Linked DNA regions of Gasterosteus aculeatus: region 2 is linked to region 1. A link is a contact called in public Hi-C data. All regions are on one chromosome and are shown on one strand. The core of a region is the stretch at or near the end of the contact, and the rest is flanking DNA. Distances in the headings are between cores, read along the strand shown. Region 1 holds the start of LOC100174895 (glucocorticoid receptor). Region 2 overlaps LOC120822725 (rho GTPase-activating protein 26).

Region 1 (6,829 bases), core at 1,639-4,138:
ATCCTCGATTTGGCGACTGCCGTTGCCATCCAAATCAACGGAGCCGGGGCCTGTGTGCCCGCAGTAAGTTTCCAGGTCTTCATCTGGAGAAAAATTAGCCTCCTGCTTGATGTGCTGGGGGAAAAGGTCCGGCAGGGGGAGGTTGCCAAGGATGGAGGAGACCGAGGCGCTTATGACCGAGGCGGCCGTCTGCTCGAGATCGGAAATGCCGCGTTTCAGCGGCGGCCCGGTGCCATCCGCGTTGAATCGGACGATGCCCTGGTGCTGTTTCTGCATGCTAACGACTTTACCCTCCTCTGGGTCTGAGCCCTCAAACAGGACGCGATGCTGAGGCGAGTCAAAGAGGCCTCCAGGCTCCCCTCGGTTTTTGTTTCCACACCTCCCGTTTAGGCCCGCCGCCGGCTGGGGCAGAGGCCCTTGGCCTGGCCGGTCGGCCGCGGACTGGAGCGCTGGACCAGCTGTGTCACCTGCGGCCAGCGTCTCCCCAAATGTCAGGCTGTCGTCTCGATTACCGGTGCGCTTCAGTTCACCCTGATCCATTTCTTTGTCCTGATGGGACGGCGAGGGTGAGTCAAAAGAGTGCGCAGAGAGCACATGCACCCAGAGAGAGAGAGAGAGAGAGAGAGAGACAATGTCAGGCTGTTATACAGAGTTGATGCTGAATAAGATGATACATACAGAGCGGCAAGATATCTTTATAAATACATACACACACACATAAGACTCTCACAGTTCACTGTGATATACATACATCTTTATTTATGTCGCGGCATTGCACTAATGGCCAGATATAATATTATACACTTTAATAGTAGCGTACACATACGCCTTTTTCTAATCATTTCTAATTATAATTTTTAACTAATGACAACAGTCTTGTTTATTAAATCCCCCCCACAATAGAGAAATGTGGCGGAAGCACAAAATGGGGACAAGAGCCATTACATAACATGACCATAATGCTGATGTTATTTCTTTGAACTGTGCCCTCGAATCATCTCATGCGTCCAGAAGTGCAAACAAGGCCCAGGCACCACTTGTGTAACAGCCAGTGACAATCCCGCATACAGACAAGCATGTGTGGAGCCACACACATCTGTCAGAGGAGATTAGCGCACTGGTCTCTGGGGCGTTTGCAACGGTCACCAATAACTGTCCATCTCCATTTGCAGAGGAGCGCAGATGAATGATTCAGTCAAAAGGGACATTTAAATACAATTAAATGAACGCAACGAGTGTGCAAAGAAAAAGCTCTCCGCGATGTTTATACTGCGGCGCCCTCGTTTTAATCGCATTAGTATCGTTAACCAGGCAAGCTGTCACCCATGCGGTGCATTTTCAAAGTTCACAAAAATCACAGAACGAGCCCGTACTTCCCTCAAGAGCATTCAGAACTTCTGCAAAGGACACACACATTTAAACACAAACACCACTTTGCAAGAACAACCGTTGCCTCGAATGGACGCATTGGCGAAAGGTAAACACGGCTGCACCATTTCCTGCTAGTTGGCGCTGCGTGTGTTGCGCTAAACAGCAGGTCGAAGGAGACGTGTCGACTCCGTAGCCTCAAGAGCGCATATACGACACATGGCGCTAAACGGGCTGCGGGTTTGCGGCGCACAGCTGCCGCCCTGTGCAGACCGGAGGGTCATGTGCACACGAGGAGAGGCTCGTGAAAAACATTTTCCGTGCAAAACTTAAGAATAATTTGTTTTACGCATTTACCCGGAGTAGCATTATAAATCCTGCGTGTCCTTTTTTAACGCTTATAATGTCTTGTCACCGCTGCGCAATATTTCCTAATTGAGATTTCCGCTATATTGAAATTGTAAAGGAAGGTTTTTGATATTTATCAAATCCCTCCCCCGCCCACAAAAGTTTGGGCTTGTACAGACTTGCTGCACTGTACTTTTTCCCCCCCATCGAACGAGCACGACACATCATAACAGCGTTAGTGCAACCTGTTGGCTGCGACGGGAAATTGCACCGATCACATGCGCACAGCCGCAGATAAGCCGCCGTTTTTGTGCAAACCGCTTCTTTCCATCTTGCAAGAAAAAACAAACAAACCCGGTTGCTCCGAGCGCCTGGTGGGGGACGTGTCAGCGGGGTCGCGCACACTGCACGGTTGTCAGTGCGCCTACCACGCAGCACCGGGCGCGCTCTAGTCGGCCTACTTTGGGTAGGTAGGTGGGTGGGTGGAAGACAGACAGCATTTCCCCTCCCATGGTAATTCTCCCGCGACGGAACAAGTGGTCGCAGTACATAAGCAGGTCGTACCTGTGGCGGGAGGATGCGCCAACCAACACACACACACACACACCCGTTTAGGTCATCTCCAGTCGGTCCAAGTTGGAAAACATATGAGAAATGACGCGACGTCCACAAGCACGCACGCACGCACGCGCGCAGGCACACGCACACACTCGATTAAAACCGCGTCCTTGCAACAACGTTGCGCGGTGAAATGTCATCTGGGTGTGTGTCCACCGTGCTCTCCGCGCGACAGGAAAACATCCCCCGCAATAGCAACTGTTTAGAAAACAAACAACAACAAAAAAACTAAAGTCAACAGCGGCGCTGACCTAGCTGGCGCTGTCGAGGTCCACGGTGTGCGCCGTTCTGGCCGATCTGTCGATAACTTTTAACGCAAGTCACCGGTATGAGGGAGAAGGAGGGGAAAAAAAGAAGTGATCGATCGCTTACTCGCCTGCAATATCAGGATTATTCCGCAATGATTCCACGGATCTGCGCCGCGATATCCTGCTCTTGCGCCATTAAACCCGTGAGTACATCAAAGTTATATAATAGAGCCCCGCTGCCCTGGCGTACTCAACTGAAAACTCAGGCAGGGCAGGGCGGACAGTTAGCGAAACGCCGTCAAGCCGGAGGAGACGAGTCGAGCGCTTCCGTCTTGTTCTTTCAGAATAAAAGCCCCGTTGTCGCCGTCCTCGATGGGAGCGAAACGGTCAGTGTGTGAAAAAATGAGGCGGTCGGAGCACTTTTGGAGTGGAGGTTTTACCTTAGAGGTCGGTTTTGGCCCAGCAGACGGAAGCATTGCGTTTTGTTAATAATTTTTGCTTTTTAAAGCGAGCATTTTTTTGCTTTTATTCACAAGCAAAAATAGCCCCGTTTTCGGTCGCCGCCTCTCTGTGTGTGGCAGCTTGATGCAGCTGTTAGTTTGACACTTGGCTGTGAACGCCCCTTTCCCCACCGAGTCTCCCTGCTGAGGAATCTGTCAGAACGTGTCTCCGTAGGCCTTCGGTGCGACCACCTAAGTTACTCCACAACCCTTCATAGCTTTATAAAAAGGTTCAGAGCAAAGAACAAGGGAGGGGGGGGGGGCTGTTTTTCCTCCAACTAGAGCAAGTAATCGCGGTTATGCTATAGACTCCGAGGTTTCATAAATCGCTTGATTGCTATCTCCTAAAACTTTGAAATGACTAACCAATACAGCTCCGCTTCTCAGAGATCTGCTACGTATTCCAATCGAATAGTTTTTCCCGAGAGGTCTTGATTTACCAAAGCGGTGGTTGAGAGCCACTTGAGAAGTTGCAAACGACTGCCGCCTCCAGAGACCCTTAAGCATGCGGGCATAACTCGCCTATTATGTGCTACGACGTTTTTTAGGCGCAGAATGCAAGATTAGCCGTGAACATCCTGTCAGGGAGAGAACAACGTCCAAACGGAACCAAGAGGAACACATTAATAACCACTCAGGGAAGATATTTCTCTGCTCTCAACCTTGTAGTTTTAAATGGGGAGCTCAAACTGGGCGCAGTGATTTCACCAGAGCACAGTGAGGGGTCAAAGGTCAGGTGGACGGTAAGTAGCACGCCTGAAACTTAAAGCATGAACCTGATTTATAATCTCTTAAGCTAAAAGTCCCCCCCATACATCATGTGTAGGTCAATAGGTCCATCATTTTTTCAAACACATTTACATTGTCCAAAGGATTTATTGATAATCTAAACTGAACTCTCAAACGCTTTGAGTCATCTAACTTTAATTCAATTCAATTTATTTTATTTTGTATAGCCCAAAATAACAAATTATAAATTTGCCTCAGAGGGTTTTATAGTCTGTACACATGAAACATCGTCTGTCCCGAAACCCTCACATCGGCACTGGGATAATCAACTAATTGTTTCAGAACTACAGAATACAAAGAACAAATCACAATATTGGAAATATAAGAGGCAAAGAGAGGCACCCTGAATGATGTGACTTTGCAGCTTCCGTTATAATCTTTTAGTCCCAATCCCTTTAATGCATTTAAAGGACCTCCTGGAGTCCAACGTGAACTGACTGGTGACCTATTAGTGAAATGAAGTCTTTGTATAGTAGCAGTCTTAGTATTTTATTTCTGTTGGTCACAAGACAAGGACATTCTTTTTTTTTATGACGGCAGAGTGGACCAGAACAAGCAGGCAATCGTGTTCATGTGTTCTGCAGAGTCAACCTGGGGTGAAGAAGAAGAAGATGGAGAGGAAGGGACGTGGACAGTCCACACTGTGCAGACCGGCCCAGACGCTCCATGTTGTTACATCTTCCAGAAAAGAAACAAAGATGGGTAGTTGCAAACCAACAGGCCAGAAAAAGAAAGAAGGAAATGGGGGAGGTAAGGTGGGTGGGAGGGGGCGCCGGGGGGGGGGTAGGTGTGGCCCTCCATGCAAGTCAGTCGATTAGAAGGAGCCGAGTGTGTCCTGTGCATGTGGATGTCTCATTAGGAGCCAGCGTGGCCGGAGAGAGGCAGGAGCTCCCCAGGGCCCGAGTAAACCACACTGTTCTCAAAACATCACAAGGAACACTGTGAGTTTTTAATGCCGGGTACCAATGGCTGATACTATTAACCGATAACCGATAAAAACACTGGACGCGTGGTGCTTCACGTGCGCGTATGTGCAACTGAGAACCGACGGGGAGGTTGTGTTACGCGGGTTGTGTGATACAATGTGCTCTGTGTGCATCCTGGGTTACACTCGCAAGGTTTAAATGTGTTGCCGCAGAGAAAACCTCATGTGAATATTCATTAATGCTCGCTCACATGTGCTGGTGACTAATAGAGGCCAAAGTTTGGGTTTCAAATGTTCCGGGTATAACACTGACCTTTTGGTCCCGAGCAGAGGCAGGTGGCCTACATGTTGTGTATGGACACACACACACACACACACACACACAGACGCACACAGTTAGCTGTCCACTTGCTTTTATAAGAACCTGAGTGAATTACAGGTACAGGTAAAGGTCAGCTTGTATCCCATTGGTTTCTATCACGTTGTGTGAAGGTTGCATCCATTTGGTTGTATTTGCTGGGCTTTTTGTATTTATCTTTCAGAGATTTCTGCCATCATCCAAATATAACGCTGGTGAAACACACACAGGAGATGAGCATCGCACCGGCTCCCTCCACAAAACCTCAATGGGATTTTTACGTTGGATTGTAGTAATGCATAAAAAACACACACATTGTGTTTTTCCCGTCAGGGATTGCTACATCATCAGGATATAAAACCTTTGCAAATTAGATATCAGCCAGATATGAGACATTTGATTTGTTTTCACAGGCCTATATGTAGGACGGGTTCCAAAAGCATTATTGAACATGCTCTGGGCCTAAATTGTTGGCACGCTAGAATTGGTAAGCAACGTTCTTGTGGTACGTTTTAGTGTAATTTATTGTCACACTGCAACGGCACTCTGCTCTCTTTGTCACACACACACACACACACGCACACACACACACACACACACAGGTCATCGGCCATGACGATAACAGGAGGCATGACAATAAACAACAAATACTTTGTGTGCTGTTTGAACCCAGCCTGCTGCAGGCCTCTGCAGGGCATCGTATTATCAATACAATCCAAACAGGAACATGTCCAAACTCTCTGAGCTTTTACTTTGACGTCAATGAAGGTAATGGATGGAAACATATTTGTTTTACTTCCCCCTGCTACCAAAGTCTCTAACACCGCCATTTACCAAACTGTCCAATGAGCAAGCTCCTTTTTCCTGCATTAGTATTACATACAACATTATATCTGTCATTATGAGTAATTGTTGTGAAGAAAGTCTGCACAGTTCATGGTTGATCACCAATAATATCATCTTCATTTCATCACATCCTTTGTTATTCTTAGTGCACAAATCCACTTCATTGTCAATTTCCTTGCCTTTACACAATAGATAACAGTGGTTGATTTTTGCAGAAGTTGTGGTAAATGTCCAAAACCATATTAAATAACAAGTGTCTGTAAGACAGATCTGTAAACAACAGATGTCCAAAAGAAAATCAACCAAATCAAATATTAGTATGTTTCTCACCCCCTTCGCTGTATCACATTAGACCCGTCACACTCTTCCCCCCCAGAGGGGATTAGTGATATTCAAACCGGAGGACTTAACTAACACAATTGTTGTTGTTATGTCAGACAATGAGGACAAAGCAAAACGAGGAAGGAAGAATTTATGTTGAGAAGGAAGTACAGACAGGAAACGAAGGAGCTCCTTCTCAAAGTGAACAGGCAGTTCACACCCTTCACTATTTTTTTGAACAAAACAATGAGAAAGAATGAAAATCACGCAGTGCGGAAGGATTTCTAGACAGACTACAAGCAGGGAGCAGAATCTCCCAACTGTCCCAACAAAGTGAAGGTGTCGAGGTGTCATCCGACGCAAATATAATCACGGCTTACAGAGAACGGATCCGTGCACTGAGCCGTTATCTGAACGGACCACATGTTTCATAAAATAATAGCATGTGGAAAGCTTTAAAGTACCATAGAAGATAAAAGAGATGTATGTTCTTCCAATACACAAGTGT
Region 2 (6,776 bases), core at 2,144-4,643, 58 kb before region 1:
AGAGGAGGGCAACTCTTGGGTCACGCCATGTCGATGTGCAGCTTTTTCCCTGCCCCGAGGCTGCGAGCGTGGGTCAGCGCATCCTCTGCACTCTCATTTAGTCGCGTCCTCGCCGTCAACAGCCGCCGCAGGCGTGAGCAAGCGGAACTGAGCTCGGGCCGTTCATGGTTGACATTAGCTAAGCCAAGCTTTGTGTCGTTAACACCTCCCTCGTGTTTGTCTGCCTCCACCTCGATGGTCAATACAAATTCACGCCCTGTTTGTTCTATAGGCAAGCCTTGGCAAACAGGGTGGATTACAGCGTAAACGCACCCTTTGTGTTAAGCGTATTCCCTGCGTTGGGGTCGGTTTAAAAAATAAAAAAAAGCATCAATGGACATGCTGTGACGATGTTACATGCGGCGATGTATCAAAGCTCGGGCATTAAGCTGTTAACTGAGCCCCAACTTAAACACAATTTTCTCTCCATCACCATGGCAACTGAACTAAATTTAACATTTCTGTACGTTTCCTAATATCTGGAGATTTCCAAGATCAGGGTTCCTTTCATTCATTTTTCTTATTTATGGAAGAAGCCGCATTCGCCGACAAGCCTTTAAAAGAGAAATACATCTGGCGTGTCTTCCTGTTTTGTATGTGTGTGAAATGTGTGAGTTGTTCTGCTCTTATTAAGCTTAGTGGTCAATGTATTTGTTATTGCAGGTATACAATCTGAACAGAGACAACCAGGCGGAAGGCTGTAAGTTCTTTTAATTTGTACTGCATTCATTTAGTTTTCATCTCAAATATAAGATTTGCTCACTGTTTTGATGTTGAAATGTAATTGTGTGTGTGTGGTGAATAAAAAGTGTAATCACGGTGTCGTGCTCCCCGTCAGTGGCTCAGCTGGACGTGATCGGGTTCAACGTGATGAAAAAGTTTATTCACGCGGTGGAGACTCGAGGTATTCTTGTTTTATTCTTGTTGTTTTGTATGAAGGCCTCTTTGTTTCAGTTCCATTCAGAGCTGTAGTCTATGTGCGTCTACACACGTGTGCCTAAGAAGTGTTCTATGAATAGATGACTCTTAGAGCTGAAATGAATCACCAGACAATTTATTTGAATAAGTTGTTCAAATTAGTCTAATGAGTAGAATTATGGACATTTTCAACGCCAATATTTTTTTAACGTTTCATTGACCAAAACGTTAACCGAGAAATCATTTAATTTATTCTAAAAATAACACTACAAATCAGCCAGTGGGAAACCCGGATGATGTAGACAGAATGTGTGAACCGAGAAGAGATCATTTGCTGCACTACGTGGACGTGGACGAAAGAGCGAGCTACCGACGGCTGCCACCGGCTCTCTGAGCATCTCTCCAGTTTCTGCAGGAGACCTGCAGAAGAACTCGGGGGCAGCAGGAAGCGAGGTTTCAGTTTCGACGGCAAGATGCATACTGAACGCTGGCGGCCCCCGTAACCGAACTCCAAGCGGAACAGTGACCCAAAAAGCACCAGATGAGTCAGCTCCAGTGTGCTGAAAACTATACTGATAGGCCCTCACAAGTCAGGAAGGCCATCAGAACCCGGCGTGTGGCTGTGCACCAAGTTTGCATCAGGTCAATTTAGGAGAAAGCACCTGGGATTCTGTTCTGGGGAGCGATGAAACGAAACTGGAACTCCTCGGGCCCACGGACCAGCGTCATGTCTATATACTGTTTTGGTTGGTACATGAGAACAAAACCTCTCGTTTCCTCTCCAGGTATTGATGATCAGGGCTTGTACAGGATTGTTGGCGTCAGCTCCAGAGTACAAAAACTGCTTGGTCTCGCTATGGGTGAATATAGAAGTAAAAAAATAAACTGAGCATTTTCTCCTGTGTAAAATGTAAACAATGAAAACTTTCTTTTATCTTCACATCAGATCCTAAGACATGTGCTGACGTGGAGCTGGAAAACTCTGAGTGGGAGATCAAAACTATCACGAGTGCTATCAAGCACTATCTCAGGTTTGTGAGAAGCTGCGTAGTGAAATGCATGTACGAGGTATTGAACTATACTTTGATACAGCTGCACAAATATCCTCATTGAAATGATCTTACTGTTGTGTTTCTATTCTGTGTACTTTAACCTCAAAGACGGTAAAAGGATTAATTGCTGTTTTCATGCATGAATCTTTTTCTTTAACTATCAGTACTTGAATAAATGCATCTCACTGCTTTTAATATCTGCCTCTTGTAAGAAACAATTCTCCTGCTCGGCTCCACCACATTAAATGGCAAATAGTTTTTTTTTTTTCCCACACGGCATTTGCTGTCTTTTTTCAAATCTATGACTGACGTTTTAATTTTCCTCCAGCGGTCATTTGTTGCACGGATATTAAATTCCCCCTTTGTATTCACACTGTGTGGTGCTGTATTGGAGATGATGATTTCTCTCAACAATCTGTAATGAGTAGAAGATGTAGTGGTGTTCGAGCTGCACTCAAAAGAGACACACACACAGACACGGCTCTCTCCTTCACTAAGAGACTGCTTACGCGACGCACATACACACTAACTGCACGAGGACCTCAGGTCAGGCTTCCTTGAGGACCGTTGGGAATCATGGTGAGAAGGAGAAGACAGTTAGATGAGTTTTCATCCAGATCTGTCCAGATTTATTGATTTTCCAAGCAGACGTCAGCTGACGTGTGTGTGTGTGTGTGTGTGTGTGTGTGTGTGTGTGTGTGTGTGTGTGTGTGTGTGTGTGTGTGTGTGTGTGTGTGTGTGTGTGTGTGTGTGTGTGTGTGTGTGTGTGTGTGTGTGTGTGTGTGTGTGTGTGTGTGTGTGTGTGTGTTTTACAGAGTGCTGCCCGGGCCTCTCATGACGTACCAGTACCAGAGGAGCTTCATCAAAGCTGCAAGTGAGTTAGTGCCTCGTTCGCCTCTCGGATGTCAGTTAAGTCTGGCGAATGTTTGATTCCCGGTGACCATATTAAAACAATGCAAGCATCTATTCCAAAGAAACGCGTGAAGTGCTGAATCATGTTTGTGTTTATATACCGTTTATTAATCGACTACCGATTGATTAGAGAATTTTAATTTTTGTAAGTCTTCTTTTTCCTTTTGCCCTCCCAATGGGTGTCCGTATGAGGCCGTGCCTGCAGCATTCCTCCTCCGTTTCATTTGGAAAAGGAGATCACGCGTGACTCACGTCGGCGGGTGAGGTCATGGCTCACCAATGGATGGTCCACCTGCTGAGATAACAGGGCACCCACTTTGCCACCAGATTGCCTCCGTCTGTACATTTGCTCGGGTACCCGAAAGTAACAGTTTAAAAATACATGTAATTGGTCCCACTCTAGTAAACAAAGGTGCGGTTGAGTCCGGTCTGCACAGTTACAGCGTGTGTCATTGACCGGTTTTCTTTTGTAGCTGACTCCTTTAGAGAGCCGAGCTGGCGGGAACTCCAGGAAATGAGTGTTTCTCTGGCAACGCTACTAGGAAACGGATCCATAGTGAGGCCAACTAGAGAGAAAATGAGAAAAGTGTGTTAAAGTGTGTCTGAGGATAGAGCATAGACGGTTAGATAAGAACCTGGAGCGCCGGTGCTCTAGTGCAGGTACCCACAGCTTCATAAAATATCACATGGGCTTTCATTTGTGTTTACTGATCTCATACTGCAACGATTCTTGTTTAACTCCTTTGGTCGGTTTATATCTGCCGTTAATCTTCATGGTTGGTATCTGAATTTGCATTACGCAAATACGTGTGTGAATTAATGTGTGTGCGTGCTTGCGGGGACATGCCCTGGCAGTCGGCCGTCCCGTTGAACTCTCTTCTCTTCACTCCTCTTTGGTTTAAAATAGCCGGTTTTGACAGAGATTTTAGTATTAAGAGAACTGATAACTCATTATTTGATAATATCAGCTCCTGATAGACTCTTGGTTTTCTTAAATTCAACCCAATCATTTCAGTGTATTTGATTTTTCTCGTGGGAAATCCAAGGTTCCGAAAAGACTGCGAGAGAAAGAAGAGGAGGTTGGGGTGTCGTTTGGTCTGCAGATGCCTGGCGTGTGCCAGCAGGCTGACACGGATACAGGAATCATTCTGTCTGCAGTCATTAGGTCTTACACATAGTACTGTATGTCTAATGTATATTTCTCCCTGATTCTGATCTTTAAGCCGTCCATCCATCTAGATGTGAAGGTTTTTTTTATAACTGAACTAAACAGCAGGATGTCAACAGAAAGAAGTGCAATGGAACAATATGAAAAGGCTTTATGAGCATGAGTTTAGTTTAAAAGCTAATCCACATTGTGACATTCAGAGCTTAACCTGCATGACGTACGTTTCACATTTACCACGCCCTTGTTTTTTTTGTAACTTCCTCAAGCCAGCATTCAATGAAGCCACCCACTCCATGCAGTGTCCATTTCTCTCTCTCTCTCCACTCCTCACAAAGTATTTTCGTCACTTTGTGCGTGGACAACTGATGGCTTTTGAGGCTGTCTCAAAGTCTGTTGCCCAATCCCCGTTCGCATGATTCATTGCGACTCTTCTCTGTGATGGCAGTCCTCGAGGCATCTGGAACAAGTATCAGAGCATTCGCCTTTTGGAAGCAATCCGAATTCTCATCAATTATGCCAATGAAGGCTGAGCGGCTCTCGGGATGTCGGGAAGCTTTTACAGTCTGTTTCATAACTTGTGTCACTGTTACTGTATATGAGCTATATATGAGATCAGAGATGCCCAGAATGAATGATGAAGGAAGGGAAAGCCGAACAGCTGTTGGTTTTTTGGCATCAGTCGAGGGTCAGCGGATGTTGGAAACCTTCGCGAAGCAACGCGCGCTTCTGTTGTGTGGACGCGGACGGGTTCGCTTCCATGACTTCGTGAAAGAATGTTCTCCGTCCAGAATCCAAATCCCCGCTTGCTTAAGAGGAATCCGGATGAAGTTTTTTTTTCAAATTAGCTTCTGTTTAACAATATACGATTGGACAAAGGTTGCTTTTAATTAATAGCTTATTGTGTGATTTGGTGGCTACCAGAACGTCAGTGTTAAGACGACTAAAGAGGATACACATACACACGAACTCTATTTATGTTGTCTTGTGTAACTGTATATCCACATGCATCCACCTCCCCCAATATATGTGCATTTTTCCACAGGGCTGGAATTCAAGGTGAACGAGTGAAAGTGGCTTTACTAGGATAGCCCCCCGTTACGTGACGGATGAGGTGGAGGCCGCCATGATACATTGCTTGGTGTAATCACCGACTCGGCACCTTACCGTCTACAGTGCCGCCTCCCAGCCTACTTTTTGTTTTTCGCCTCATTACGGCTGCTGGTTTGTGGGTTTACTGTGAATGTGCGTGACTCTGCAGTACCTAAAAAGAAATACCGACCAATTGTCCCGTTATATTTTAGGACGAGTGAGGATATCATGTTACGAGTTTCTGTTCTATATAATTAATGAAACATGATATGCTTGTGTCCTGTTCCACTGGAAAACTGGAAAAAGAAATCTTCTGCTACTTCTGGGTAGAATGAAAACAACATTTTCAAACGCCTAAAACGCATGCATGAATTTATCCACACACATTGCGGGGGGGCGGGAGGGGGGGGGCGCTTTAGCATAACGTGTCCGTGGAGAGGTGGACACGAGAGAAGGATGCATCTGTTTGGAGCTCTGCACATGTGAATGCGTGTCTATAGTCATGTCAGCATCTGTCTGTGTGTGCGTGTGTTTGTGTCCGCTTACATGTCACGCCGTGTGTGTGCACGCATCTACTTAACTATTCTAAATCTACCAAATATTTGGTCTATTCCTCCCAGTGTATTTAGGCGTGTGTGTGTGTGTGTGTGTGTGTGTGTGTGTGTGTGTTTTAGCAGCCATGTTAATCCCTGCTGAAGTGTGTCTGTGTGTCTCTCTGTGAGATCGCTGACAGCCCGGCCCTCAGGGTTGATCTAATGGGATTCTGCTGTCGTCTCTCAATCCACTCGCTCTGCAGCCGTGACGTATTATTGTCATCCACCAGCGGCAGGCCTGATGTTTATAACTGCCGTGCAATGGCGATCGCGTAAAGACAAAGCTGGTGTCGATCGATGCAGTTTGTTCGTCGCTGTCGACAAATCAGATAAAGATAAAGCCCCCTGTGTCTGCTGGAGAGGTTAAACCGTTTAATTTACAGAAAACTATTTTTAACAATAAGAAATGCACTCACACAGGAGTAAATAAGGCATTGGTTATTTATGGCAGCATGAAGGGGGCCGTTTAAAACCAAATACTGTGGCAATGTTCGTGGTATTGTAGTAAAACGTAAACACAGAAAATGAATTCACGTCTTCTTCTCACGTGCTTGTGTCAGTAAAGGAATAGTCCAATGTGTCTCTCTCTCTCTCTCTCTCTCACTCCACATGTCCGTCTCTCTTCCCAGAGCTGGACAACCAGGAGGCTCGGGTGACGGAGGTCCACGCGCTGGTGCACCGGCTGCCTGAGAAGAACAGACAGATGCTGGAGCTGCTGATGAAACATCTGGCCACGTAAGACGAGCTATGGCACAACTGGAAATCCCTCATTAGTATTGGAAATGTTGTGTCATCATCACAGTTTGTCATGCAGTGCTAACGGGCCTCCACACCCTCATCTCCGTCGCGCCCCGTTGATGACCATCCTCGAGTCGGATCAGGGCTCTGTGTAATCTCTGGAGCAAATGCATCAAGGCTGTTTGTTTTGAAAATAGATCGAGCTCCATCCTTCGGCCAACTTTTGGGCTGAATTGGGTAGAAAAGTTTTTCATACATTTAATCTAC

Evidence for each region. A called contact is a pair of places that touch in the nucleus more often than the background predicts.
Region 2: a Hi-C map of blood and trunk muscle shows a contact between it and region 1, with 2.4 times the contacts expected there. The contact joins the enhancer-like site here to the promoter of LOC100174895 in region 1. A contact is called at or near these places in 6 of 6 Hi-C or Micro-C datasets (blood and trunk muscle, liver, skeletal muscle and 2 more).

The regions. Positions count from the first base shown.
Region 1 is chr7:26,944,241-26,951,069 of fGasAcu3.hap1.1, reverse strand. It overlaps LOC100174895 (glucocorticoid receptor), which reads right to left and starts at 2,888. Exons shown (of 10, transcript XM_040182578.2): 1 at 2,711-2,888; 2 at 1-549. The coding sequence starts at 540.
Region 2 is chr7:27,003,193-27,009,968 of fGasAcu3.hap1.1, reverse strand. LOC120822725 (rho GTPase-activating protein 26) reads left to right here. Exons shown (of 23, transcript XM_078106792.1): 12 at 703-739; 13 at 878-943; 14 at 1,743-1,829; 15 at 1,904-1,988; 16 at 2,825-2,883; 17 at 6,401-6,506. Among protein-coding and RNA genes, the nearest start is that of LOC120822725, 34 kb to the left of the region's middle. Within about 2 kb of position 3,393, at least 3 of the 9 cell types and tissues checked have open chromatin away from gene starts, as enhancers often do.